2 separate regions of the Sus scrofa genome follow, and region 1 is linked to region 2. Evidence: chromatin contacts called from public HiChIP or PLAC-seq data. All regions are on one chromosome and are shown on one strand. The core of a region is the stretch at or near the end of the contact, and the rest is flanking DNA. Distances in the headings are between cores, read along the strand shown.

What was found. HiChIP or PLAC-seq counts read pairs in DNA pulled down with a chosen protein or histone mark.
Region 1: an H3K27ac HiChIP or PLAC-seq map of alveolar macrophages shows a contact between it and region 2. The contact joins the promoter of ADK here to the promoter of PLAU in region 2. A contact is called at or near these places in 1 of 5 promoter capture datasets (fetal liver) and 1 of 2 datasets of contacts at active chromatin or transcription factors (alveolar macrophages).

What each region holds. Positions count from the first base shown.
Region 1 is chr14:76,834,019-76,840,073 of Sscrofa11.1, forward strand. ADK (adenosine kinase) reads left to right here and starts at 2,054. Exons shown (of 11, transcript XM_003359240.4): 1 at 2,054-2,192. The coding sequence starts at 2,128. It overlaps AP3M1 (adaptor related protein complex 3 mu 1 subunit), which reads right to left and starts at 1,656. Exons shown (of 9, transcript NM_001243516.1): 1 at 1,609-1,656.
Region 2 is chr14:76,624,751-76,630,629 of Sscrofa11.1, forward strand. It overlaps PLAU (plasminogen activator, urokinase), which reads left to right and starts at 4,563. Exons shown (of 11, transcript NM_213945.1): 1 at 4,563-4,635; 2 at 4,971-5,058; 3 at 5,523-5,556; 4 at 5,715-5,822. The coding sequence starts at 5,002. All of the region lies in intron 2 of LOC102160869 (atherin-like), which reads right to left. It also overlaps a transcript of CAMK2G not described here.

The DNA of each region.
Region 1 (6,055 bases), core at 804-3,303, 210 kb after region 2:
TCGGTAAGAAAGGCTACCTTTATTGCCAAGAGAGCTTTCCCACCAAAGGTATGTTAAGTTTCAGATGATTTTTCATTCATCGAATTCCTCTTTTTCTATGGTCTCAAGTCAAAGTGTGCTCTGTTGTTTCCAACACTAATTTTTCCACTTGTAATTCTGATCCCATTTCCTTTTCTCTCTTCCCAAGTCTTAACTCCTTTTCCCTGGATCTTTAATCTTATACATTAGTTACCTGCTTTCTGCTCCCAAACATAAAGTGTCTGATATTCTTTGAAACAAACAAACCCCAAATCTTTTAGGGACCTTGCCACCTCAACAATCTTTTGCTTCATGGTCCAAAAGAAGAAGCAGGGAGTTCCTGTCGTGGCGCAGTGGTTAACGAATTAGACTAGGAACCATGAGGTTGCGGGTTCGATCCCTGCCCTTACTCAGTGGGTTAACGATCCAGCGTTGCCGTGAGCTGTGGTGTAGGTCGCAGATGCGGCTCGGATCCCGCGTTGCTGTGGCTATGGCGTAGGCCGGCGGCTACAGCTCCGATTCGACCCCTAGCCTGGGAAACTACATACGCCGCGGAAGCGGCTCAAGAAATGGCAAAAAGACAAAAAAAAACAAACAAAACAAAACCAAAAAAAAAAAAAAAAAAAAAACCCAAAAAAACAAAAGAAGAAGCACTAGTCTGCACGTGCAGTCTCTCCTCTCAGTAAATGATGCTTTAAAGCAGTTTTCTCAAATAACCCAATGACTTCCTAATCATTAAATCCAACGACCTATTCTCAGACTTCAACTTTGTCCTTTGATCCTTGCAGTATTTCATGTCCCTAATAAATTTGCCCAAAACAAGACAAATACTTCTTACCAAATTATGTGAAATTTCATCTGTTTTTGTTTTCACCTCGAAAGCTTCTTTCAGATGTACTTGTAAGTTTTTTTTTTTTTTTTTTTTTCTTTTTAATCTTTCTATTACCTCCACCTAAACCACTGTTTCAAACTCGATATATCCCAAACTCCACAAGATTCTTCCTTTTCATGTAAGGACTCCTAACTTTATGAAGGTACCACCTTTCTGATGAAGCGTTGGCTTCGGGTTCAATACAAATCCACCAAACCATATCATTCATCACTTTTCCATACTCGCTGTCACCTCCTCAGTTTTGATTCCCATCAACTCACTTCTGAAAAAATGCAACACTCTCCTCACCCTATTCCCCACCCCAGGCCCATCCTGGGCGACACGCTCTAACAGGACGTCCGCTTAGGTCAGTTAAGGATTTTGTCCTCCACAGTAGAAACCTGAGGCTGAGATCAGAGTCACCGGTATTCCAGCTCACTGTGCGTTACAAGACCGTTTTCCCGTGGCAGAGAACGGCGAGGGACCCAAAAAGCCAGAACCTCTTGGGCCTAGGGCCTAGAAACACTGGCAAGTACACCGCTCCCTTCCGGCCCAGCTGACAAGAAAGACCGGAAGGCCTAGTGGGAGGCACGGCCCCGGTAAACAGCACTGGAGACGCTTCCGTAGCCCAGCCTGGAGTTCAGAGCCTTGGCTATTCCGTCAACCCCCCAGATTTCGAGCTGTCCCCTATCCGCACACTCCCAGCCCCTCACACTCACCCCGACACCAGGGCCAGCCAGTGATTAGATGCGGGGTCCTCTCCAGAGCGAGGCTGAGGAAGCTGAGAAGGTCGTGAGGACCCCTGCAGTTGAGGTGCCTGGTAGATTGCCTGACTAACAGCCTCAAAGAAACCAACAGTATTGGAAAGATTAAACGAGCGGGAAGACGCTGAATGAGAAATATGTCTTTTGAAGTTTAGGATATAATCTTCTAGATCACACAGAATCTAGAAAAATAGGGAGTTTCGCATCTTCTGGACTCAGGCGCTCATCCGCAGTCTAAACCAGTTAGGGGTGCCCCTACAGTCGGACTGGCGGGGTCCGGAGGGGCTGTGCATTATCCAATGGGTGAGGCCCAGAAGTAAAGCCAATGGCTGTGGTCGGGAGAGGCGGGGACTAGGGGGAGGAGAGAGGGGCGGGGTCTAGAGGAAAGGAGGCGGTGATGGGAGGAGGGGGCGTGGCCAAGGAGCCGAAGGGGTGGGGCGTGCGCTGGTGCTTAAGTGAGGTGGGAGCGTGAAGATGGCAGCGGTTGAAGAAGAGCCAAAGCCCAAAAAGCTGAAGGTGGAGGCGCTGCGAACGCTGAGGTGAGCACTACCTGACGTAGGGTGGAGGGCAACGGCGCCTGCCGCTAACCTTGGCCCACGTGGGGTTGCGCGGCTTCGGCGCTGGGTGCTATCCTCACCGCCCGCCTGAGGCCAGCGCTCGTATCCGCTGGGCTGCGACCCTTTGCCCGGCGCCTGCCCAGTTTAGTTCAGTCTCCGCCTGCTCGCCCTTGGCCAATCACAGCGCTGGCGGGGCGCTCGGAGCTGGCGGTGGAAGGCTGTGGGCGCCACGTGGGAGCCGGTCCGCACAGGGCAGATGTGACCTAGGAGGACCAGACCCGACCTGAGCCGCGTCACCTGCGGCTACCTCCTTTTTCCTGGGGATAACGAGGAAAATGCGTAGCGACTGCACTACCCCGGGAGAAAAACAGAATTTAGGGGAATTTTCGCGGAAAGACGTCTTCACCTTATTTTTGGTATATTCGCTACTGAAGTCTGGTACCTTTGCAGACCCTTTTCCAGGGACCGGGACCCCACCTCCGAGGCTTTGCGGGGATGGAATTTGCCTGAATGGTTAGGAAAAGTTGATTTTTCTTACTTTCTTTGCATTTTTTGGCAGTAGTGGAGATAGTTCTCCACCTAATTTTTGCTTTACAGGTGATTTGATGTTTCAGCTTTTGCTTATTGGTTAATATAGTATCCCCTAATAAACATGAGGTGTAGTATATATATTCTTTGCTGATTTTGAAATGCTCCTTGGAAGGCAATAAATTTTGTGTCTTAAACTAGACATATCAAACTGATTTAGAACTCTTGAGACACTCCTAATTGTACAAGACAAAGCTCACTTCTTCCAACATTACCCTTCACCTCTGAAAGAGTGAATCATAATTGAAAATGAAAGGTCACTAAGGGATCTGGTGGTGTGTTCATGCTGTTTGAATGGTTAGTGACCAAATCCCTGCCAGTGCCTTTAATATATTTCATATTAATACTCTGGTTTCTCTTCAGATCGTATAAATCTTTCGCCTTTTAATATATTTCATATTACCCTCAAAAGGGCAAAGGTTTAGTGTGCCTACCTTACACAAAGAAAATAAACTTTTTTTTTTTTTGGATTCCTCAGGATGTTCTATTTTTGTTTTAGGATTTCAAACTATAGACTAAAGCAAAGGCTTTTGAATCAGACCTCCCTGGGTTAAAGGCATGTGCTTCCCTCCTTTGATCATTTATTAGAGAATTTCCTTAAAAAGCACCTCCTTTACAAATTTTCCTCTTTCAAATTGGAAGACAGCTGCAACTTTTCTGTTATCCTACATACAGCCCTCAGATTTTCTGTTCATGCTAATCCATTTTCAAAGTGCTTTCCTATTTTACAAATGAGAAAATGGAAGCCTGAGTGAAACAGTTGAGGAAATGAAGTATGAACCCAGAGCAGCTGGGTGCAAATTCATTGTTATTTGACTTTATTGTGTGCTTTTCTCTGCTTATGCATGCTTAAAATAATGATAAATAATAATGTTTAATATGTATTCTGTCAGCATGTTACCTACTTTAACTCATTCAATCCCACAGCAACCCTACAAGGAAGACACTATAATTATATCCATTTTATCAAGGAGAAAACAGGTATAGAGAGGTTAAGTAACTTGATCTGGGTCACCTATCTAGTAAATGATGGGGTTAGGATTTAAAAACAGTCTGATTCTAAGTCTGTACTTAGAATTTAATTACCATACTAAATTTATCAACTTTATGCAATTTATCCAAAAGCCCTAGTGAACTCTAGGGTAGTTCTCAACCAGGGGAAATATTGTCCCCCAGGGAACATTTTGGCGATGGCTGTAGACATACTTGGTGGAGAGTGCTAATGGCACCAGGTAGGTGGGATTTAGGAATGATGCTAAACATTGTACTATGCACAGGAAGCCCCCTACAACAAAGAATTATCTAGACAAAATTGACAATAGTGTGAGATTGAAAAAAAAAATTTTGGTTCTAGGGTGAGCAGCTGACAAGTCTAGCCTCTCTTTCTCAAATATCCTTTTTTTTTTTGGTCTTTTTAGGGTCACACCCTCTGCATATGGAGGGTCCCAGGCTAGGGGTTGAATCAGAGCTGTAGCTGCTGGCCTATACCACAGCTACAGCAATGCCGAACATGAGCCGCATCTGTGATCTATATTACAGCTCAAATCAATGTTAGATCCTTAACCCACTGAGCAAGGCCAGAGATTGAACTTGCATCCTAGTTTTTCAGTGTGCAGCAGTTACTGAAGTTGCAAAGAATAAGCTGGCTCTATCATGTTTTCTTCTTACTGAGTTACAGAACAGAAGAGGACATTGAGTGCCAGGCATTATACTAGGAGCTTTATATATACTATCTCATTTAATCCTTCCAGCAACCTGTGAAGTATGAGTAATTATCCTTGTGTTACAGATGAGGTATTTAGGGTTAAAAGAAGTTGAGAGAAACATTTTTTGGTAAATGCTCCCTAGATGAAGATGTTCCATGACAACTACCTATATTTAGATCCACTTAATTTTCTTTTCTCTCCTTTGAAAAATATTGTCCAAGTTCATTTCTTTAGCAGTCATTTTTAAGGGGACTGTGTTTTTTCAGTCAGTCTTTCAAGCCTTCTATTCTAGGCATGGTGCTAAAAATTAGGTACATATGGAGAGAGACCTAAGACCCAGGTATCATTCTCCAGGTGGAAGATGAATGGGGTTTGGGAAAATGATACCAGAGCATTCTGAAAGATGACAAAGAGCTAACTGGGTGTGAAATCAGGTGTCTGGCTTTATAGAAAAGTTTGTTTGGAGGTAGAAATGGGAGAGAGCTGCCTCTGTTTGGGAACTACATTTGTTTGGTCGGACTGAAGCGAGTGTAGGGTCCAGGCTTTGAGCTGGTCACCTTCGCATGTATCATCTTTCTGTTTCTCTGTGCTTCAGCTCTCAAACCCTAATTTTAACTGTCTGCTACATATCTCCTTCTGAGTGTGTTGCTGACACTTCGAAGTCATATGTATTAAACTAAATCCATCTACTATCCTAAGTCTACACCTTCTGTGGTCCCTATGTCTGTTAATGGCACCACTAACTTCTCTTACTCCAAAGTTTGGAATCTAGATACTCGATTCATTTTCCCTCTGCATGTAGTGTAGTTATCAAAGTTAATCTTTTCTTCTTCAGCAACATCTGATAAATTCCTTTTCTTTTCCCTCGCTGCTGCCACAACTCAAGTTTAGACTTCATTTTGCTTAGACTTTATATTGGCTTTCTAACCAGTCTCTCCACCTCCAGTCTCAAGTTCTATCTAATCATCGTTAATCATAGCTCTAGTTATTTATCACAGCAAATATTTGTAAGCTGTAACGGTGTTAGAAATGGTTGAATTTGAAGAGCCCACTTCTTAACTCTCTCTGAGTCAGCAGTTATGCATTTTTCTGGGTCATGAATTTTAATCTCTATTAAAAAGGAAAAACTGCAGTTCTCCAATCAGCAAATGTTGAGCTTTTCTCAAATTATTGATTCCCAACCATTTTACTTTCTTTTTTTTTGCTTTTTAGAGCCGCACTCACGTCATATGGAGGTTCCCAGGCTAGGGGTCTAATCAGTGCTATAGCTGCTGTCCTATGCCACAGCCACAGCAACGAGGTATCCAAGCTGTGTCTGCGACCTACACCACAGCTCACAGCAACACCGGATCCTTAACCCCCTGAGTGAGGCCACGGATCAAACCTGCAACCTCATAGTTCCTAGTCTGATTCATTTCCACTGAGCCACGATAGGAACCCTTTTTTTTTTTTTTCATTTTAATTTCATAGACTCCTTTTAGTCTTTCCTTCTGTCTTCTATCTCACTAAGGCCTCTGATTTAAAATTGTGTAGTAAATCTAGGAAGAAAAG
Region 2 (5,879 bases), core at 3,313-5,812:
GCACATAGAATCCAGCTTGGGAGGGTCATGAGCCCATGAAATTATACATCATATAGGCTGTGGATGCTATGTTGATTTTCTTCTGGACAGTATTTTTGAGTATACTAGCTCCTGGCTGAACATATTTCCTTAAACATCATTGACTTCTTGGCAGTTTTCAGCAAGTGTATCAGTTTCTGGTTTTCTATCCCAGCTCTTTGCTCCTGGGTATCCCCTTCAGCTTCCAGTTAAGCAGCCATTGCCATCCAACATGGTGACCTGGGCTCTAAATAGAAGCTCTAGGAGCACGGCCTAGCTTTGGTTCCTAGTGGCAGCTTCAAAGGCCAGATGGTCTGGAAACACTCTTTGAGGTAATAAGTTCTGGACTTAGGAGGTTACCAGGTTTAGATTAGGGACACAGGAAAATTTGGCCAAGGCTCAAAATATTCATGCAGAGGTCTGAGCTTACTGGCTTGGGTGGGGCTAGGAATTGAGCCAGAGATGACGAGGCAGAAAATGACGAGAAAGAGTAGGGGTCATAGGCTGGAGCTGGAGGGTCCAACTTGGCTTCACTGATCCTGACGAAAGAGTATAACCTCAGGGTGCAGCCCCTGGCTCTTTGCTTTCCATGAGTAAGGAAGCAAGTATGTGGCTTCCCCCGCCCTATTCTTTCCACAGGCCGCTGGGGGCCCAGCAGCCCCAGCACCTCCCCTATCATGTTACAGGCCCCAAACGTGGCTTCCAGTGCCTACTGTGAAATAGGATCTTCACTGTAGCATTACACATGCAGGGAGAAATAGTCCTTGGACCCATGGAAGCTATGTGACCAGCATTCACTGCCCCCTTCCCAGAACTGCAGAGGAGTCTATATGTACCATGTGTGGGAGGAAGAGAAGAGTTTCGTGCCACGGACAACTGGAGAGGAGGAGGGGAGAGTGGGAGTCAGGACTACAGGGTGAGCAGCACATGCAGCTGGCCGGTTGCTGGGAACTGCTGGCTGAGGACACAGTATCCTCACTTAACTGGAATCCTGGAATGGACTCTCGAGAATGACCTGGACTTCTGGGCCAGGACAGCCATGGTTAGGAAGGCAAGGCAGGCACTCGAGGTAGGAATTATAGTTTACAAACAAGGTTCATTCTTGTGTCTCTACCATGTAGAACTGTGCCTGACGCACAGGAGGCCCATGACGAACACTGGGTGAATGAATAAAGGAATAAATGAATGATTTCACACGCATGATCTCAATGCATGATCACAACGCATGATCTCATTCAATCTGCACAGTGAGTTAGGGGCAGGGTAGGCATTGCGTCTTTTTGCAGATGGAGAACAGAGACCAAGAGGATTAAGTGTCTTGCCAATTTGGATGACCTGACCTGTGGCTAGACTCCACATTTTCTCCATAGTACCAAGTTCAACATTCTTGGTATAGCAGCCCAGGGAAACATCCTGTGACTCGATGTGAACTTCCCTTTAGGTACTTCTGGTCAGAAAATAGCCCTTCAATGGCCCAGTTTCCTGAACACAGTTTCGGGGCCAATTTGACATCCTGGTCCTCCTTGCACGCTTGGTATCTGCCTATTTTTTTTATGAGCAGCTCTAGGAAGCAAGGCCCTCCCTATTAGTCTCCATTGCCACATCGAACTCGGGAGGTTTGGACTGCTGAGACACAGAGGCGGGAGGCTGGTGGTTTTACTCTGAGCGTCAGGGGCAGAATGAAATCACACATATTCAGTTCCTTATTTTCACATTCAACAGAAATTTCAGTAGCCGTGACCCCCAAGTTTGGTCCTGAAACTCAGGCAACAGACTAACTCATATTATAGCCGGGGCCTCACAGGAGCTCAGAGCCCACAGTCCTAGGAGTTTCTAGAAGGAGGTCTCCAAAGTCACCAAGTGGGGCTCCCCTGAGCTGGAACATCTTACATCATCTGGCCGTTTTCTTCATAGCCTCCTGTCTTGAACGTCTCTCTTACGAAGGCAGTGTGCTTAGAGAGCACAGGAACACGGGTCAGAAAACCTGGGTTCTAGTGCTGGCTTTGCCACTCATCAACTATGTATCTTCACTCCACCTCATTTTTCTCATCAGCAAAACGGATATAATGATTCCCAGCTACGTCATAAGGCAGTTGTGAGTTTAAAGAGGAGTGGTTTGTATCAGAGTGCTTTTTGGCAAAAGATGAAAATGAGGTCAGTACCATATTTTATGGCAAGGGGGAAAAAGACCAAAAGGAGGGAAACTTTGAGTGTGCCCCCAAAACTGTCTGTTCTCACTTGTTCCTGGATTCATTCATAATAAAGCACTTAGGGGAACAAGGCATGCACCAGGTGCTGAGGGAGAGACAAAGATATTTAAGACGTGGTCTCTGCCCTGAAAGAACTGAAAGACTAGCACATACTGCACCGAAAGACACAGAGAGCACCAAAGAGCACAGAGTGGAAAGGAAGTTCTGTCTTCACAGAGACTGTAGGATTGTTCAACCAGGTGAAGAGGCCATAGGAGGAAGGAGGGGGAAGAGGGGTGTCATGCTGTATAACGGTCTCCAAGCCTCTTTGTCCAAGAGGAAATGAGGTCATCCTGCTCTCAGAATCAGTATGACAGCCTCCAGCCAAGTAATCTGGAGTCATGAGAGCTGCTGGGGGAGCTCTGTGAATCAGAAGAGTCTGCTGGGAAATTCCTGATAACTAACCTAGGAGTTTCGGGGTAGGTCCTCAGGCTGTAACATCTCTGTTTACATTCTGATCACGTTTATTTACAAGGAATGGGTTTTAACTCCAAACAAAACATAGCAGTCTTCTAGAGGAAGTAGTGAGGCCAATTCTGCGGCCTCCAGCACTTCTGACTCAGTCCATTCCCCTGGAGGCTGGCAACTCAGAACTGGGCACAGAAAAACTCTCCCTCTGGAGGATGATGGGTCACCTGCCCTCCAAGCTGGATGGTTAATTTGTACTTTCCCAGGCAGAGGCTGTCATCCTAAGAGCTCTGGCTGGAGTACAACAAAGAGGCTTTCCTTCTTCCTGCCATCCTGGCACTCTCTCTGCCCACCTCTGCCCCACTCAAGTGGACCGAGACCCAAGGTCCAGGTTTGCCAAAATGCTGGCGGCTAGGCAGAGAGAAGAACCAAGCCTAGGCCCCTAGTGAGTTATAGGGATGTAGCCCCATCCCCTTCCACTAAGGGAGACAGTCCTGCAGGGTGGATTCAAATGACCCCAAGCCCTTGTTCCCAGCATTAGGGGAAAGAGGTGGGGGTGACTGAACTTCAGAGTCACTGCTGTGCTTCTTCAACTCTGCCTGAGGGATATGTGCGTGTGAAAGGGCTTGTGCGTGTGTACACAACTGCGTGCGCTCACCCACAAGCAGGAAGCATAGGTGGAGTCCTTTACACATGATCTGTCTTTATGGAGACCGATCTTATCTGATGAGCAATTATTTTATCTTACTAGAAACAAGGCTCTACGATGAAGTAGAATACTAAATACGCATGCATTTAAAAATCTGCAATTATCTTTTTGGAATGGGTGACACAAAGATGTGTTTTCAAAAATGTAAATAGTGTAAAAGGCCATACAGTGACAAATAAATCTCATTCTTGCCCTCAAGTTCCCTAATTTCTCTCCTCAGAGGTAAAAAGAAAACTTTCTATATTAATCAAACTTTACCTTTCCATTAATCAAGACTTTACACTTTCTAGTCTTTATTAAGTGTCTATACTATGGCCCAGGCAAACTAATGATTGGTTCATTAAAGGAACTTTCTGAAAGACCTATCAACACTTCAAAAGAAAGTGTCAGCAGTCTGTGCCCTAAGACTTTGTTATCACAATCCTATAATATCATACCAGATGAGCCCTAATTCTTATCCAGCCCTCATGTTCAAAGACCTCCCTTAAACCAAACTGCCAATTCCCAATGAAATCCATGCCCCCCCCCACCCCAACACCACAAGCTATCTTGCTGCAGTGAGCAACAAATTCAGCTAGCGTTATTCACTTAGGGGGAGCTGGCATACAACCGAGGCAGCCCGGGTGAGCAGGGGGGTTTTGTCCGTTTCAGAGAGCATGAGCATGTGTCAGGAGTATTTTCACATTGAGAAAGAGACTTCACAGCGCTGAGAACTATGCCCGTATACCCAGGGGTCCGAATCACTCTCGTAGGCAGCTGGGGCTAAGGGTAGAAAGGGTGAGAAAGAGCTGATTGAGGGGATCTGGGAGGCAGCATCATAGCTGGGGGCAGGGGTAGGGCATCTCCCAAATCGATCTTCTTTTTGTAATTCGGGGTTTGGTGGGGAGGTGCTGCTCAGGGGCGGGACCCAGGGCAGGTGAATGCGAGGAGGGGGCGGGGATTTTAGGTGCCTCTCTTTCCCTCAGTTCAGACCAATTTATCCCTCCCCTGGGAACCGCTCTGCCCCCTCACAGTTAAGGTTGAGGAAGCCCGTGGGGGGGCGGTCCGAGTCAGAGCTGGCCTGCAGGGAAGAGGAGGGAAGGGAGTGGATGGGAAGATCCCAGGCTAGGGCGGGGCCAGGGCTGGGGCGAGTCCTAATATAGAGCCTGCACTGCGGGCTTAGGAGCACAGCGCGGAGACTGAAGTCCTAGAGCCTGCCGAGCATCAGAGTGCCTACTAGTCCCCGCTGTCCCATACAGGCCATAGTCGAGGGTGAGTGTGGGCCACCCTAAGAGCACAGGGTGGATGCAGGCAGCCCCCCTCCTGCCGGCTTCACTTCCCCCTACCCGCTGGCCCCGCTCGGCAGCGGCTCCGCGGGGTCACCGCGACTCTGTGCCCAGCGCACAGGAGTCCTTCTGCGTGGCGGATCCAGGCTGTGCCGCGATCCCTGAGTCTCCAGAGAGGAGGGACGGTCAGGTTCGGGGAACCTGGTCACCGCGGGCTCATCCTGCAGGGGACCTAGGGGCTCCTGCCCCCAACTGCAGTAACCCAGCCTGTCCGCCTTCGCGTTTCTCCCCTTCTTCCCCTGACTTCTCCTTCCCTTGCAGAGCCGCTGTCTAGAGCCCAAGCCTCGCCAGCATGAGAGTCCTGCGGGCGTGCCTGCTCCTCTGTGTCCTGGTCGTGAGCGACTCCAAAGTGAGTGGCTTCTGTGCTTTGACTCTTGGCGGCGGGAGGGGGCTTGCAAGACCCCTGAACAGGGCCCGGGAAAGGAAGGGGCTGCTTAGGGAGCTAGGGTCCTCTAAATCCCATCAACGGCAGGGCCAGACCCTCCCTGGGAAATAGGGCAGGTGTGACATTGGGGTGTTGAGAACCAAGTGAGCTCTCAGTGGCTGGCAGGGGAGAAAGAAGCCGCAGGGACTGCCCTGCTCTGCTGGCACTTGATTCGTGAAGCTTGCTTGAGTCAATCCATTTCTCTCTGCTGGAAACCTATGATCTTTCATTTGAGAGCTAGGCAGACACGAACGGGGTGAAGAGAGAGGGAACCAGAGGGAAGGGTGAGCTTGGGGGTGGGGGCCAGTTTATCCTCACCCTGGAACCGCAGGAGCATGGAACCTTTGTTGAACTTTCCCTTTCTCTCCCTCCCTACTCATCTCTTCCAGGGCAGCCATGAACTTCATCAAGAGTCTGGTGCATGTGAGTATCCACCCCTTGCACAATATCTGCTTGCACTGATATCTTGGAAAAGCCTCAGGGGGCAGCCCCTCCCTTTACCAGCAAGAGGACTGGCTCCCTGATTGCTTCCTCCCACACTCCTTGCTTACCCCCCACCCCCCAACCTTTGTGTTCTGCAGCGAACTGTGGCTGTCTGAATGGAGGAAAATGTGTGTCCTACAAGTACTTCTCCAACATTCAGCGATGCAGCTGCCCAAAGAAATTCCAAGGGGAGCACTGTGAGATAGGTATGTGGATCCTGATTCTAACTGGAGAGGAGGAGGCACCAGGGATTGTGGGGCAGG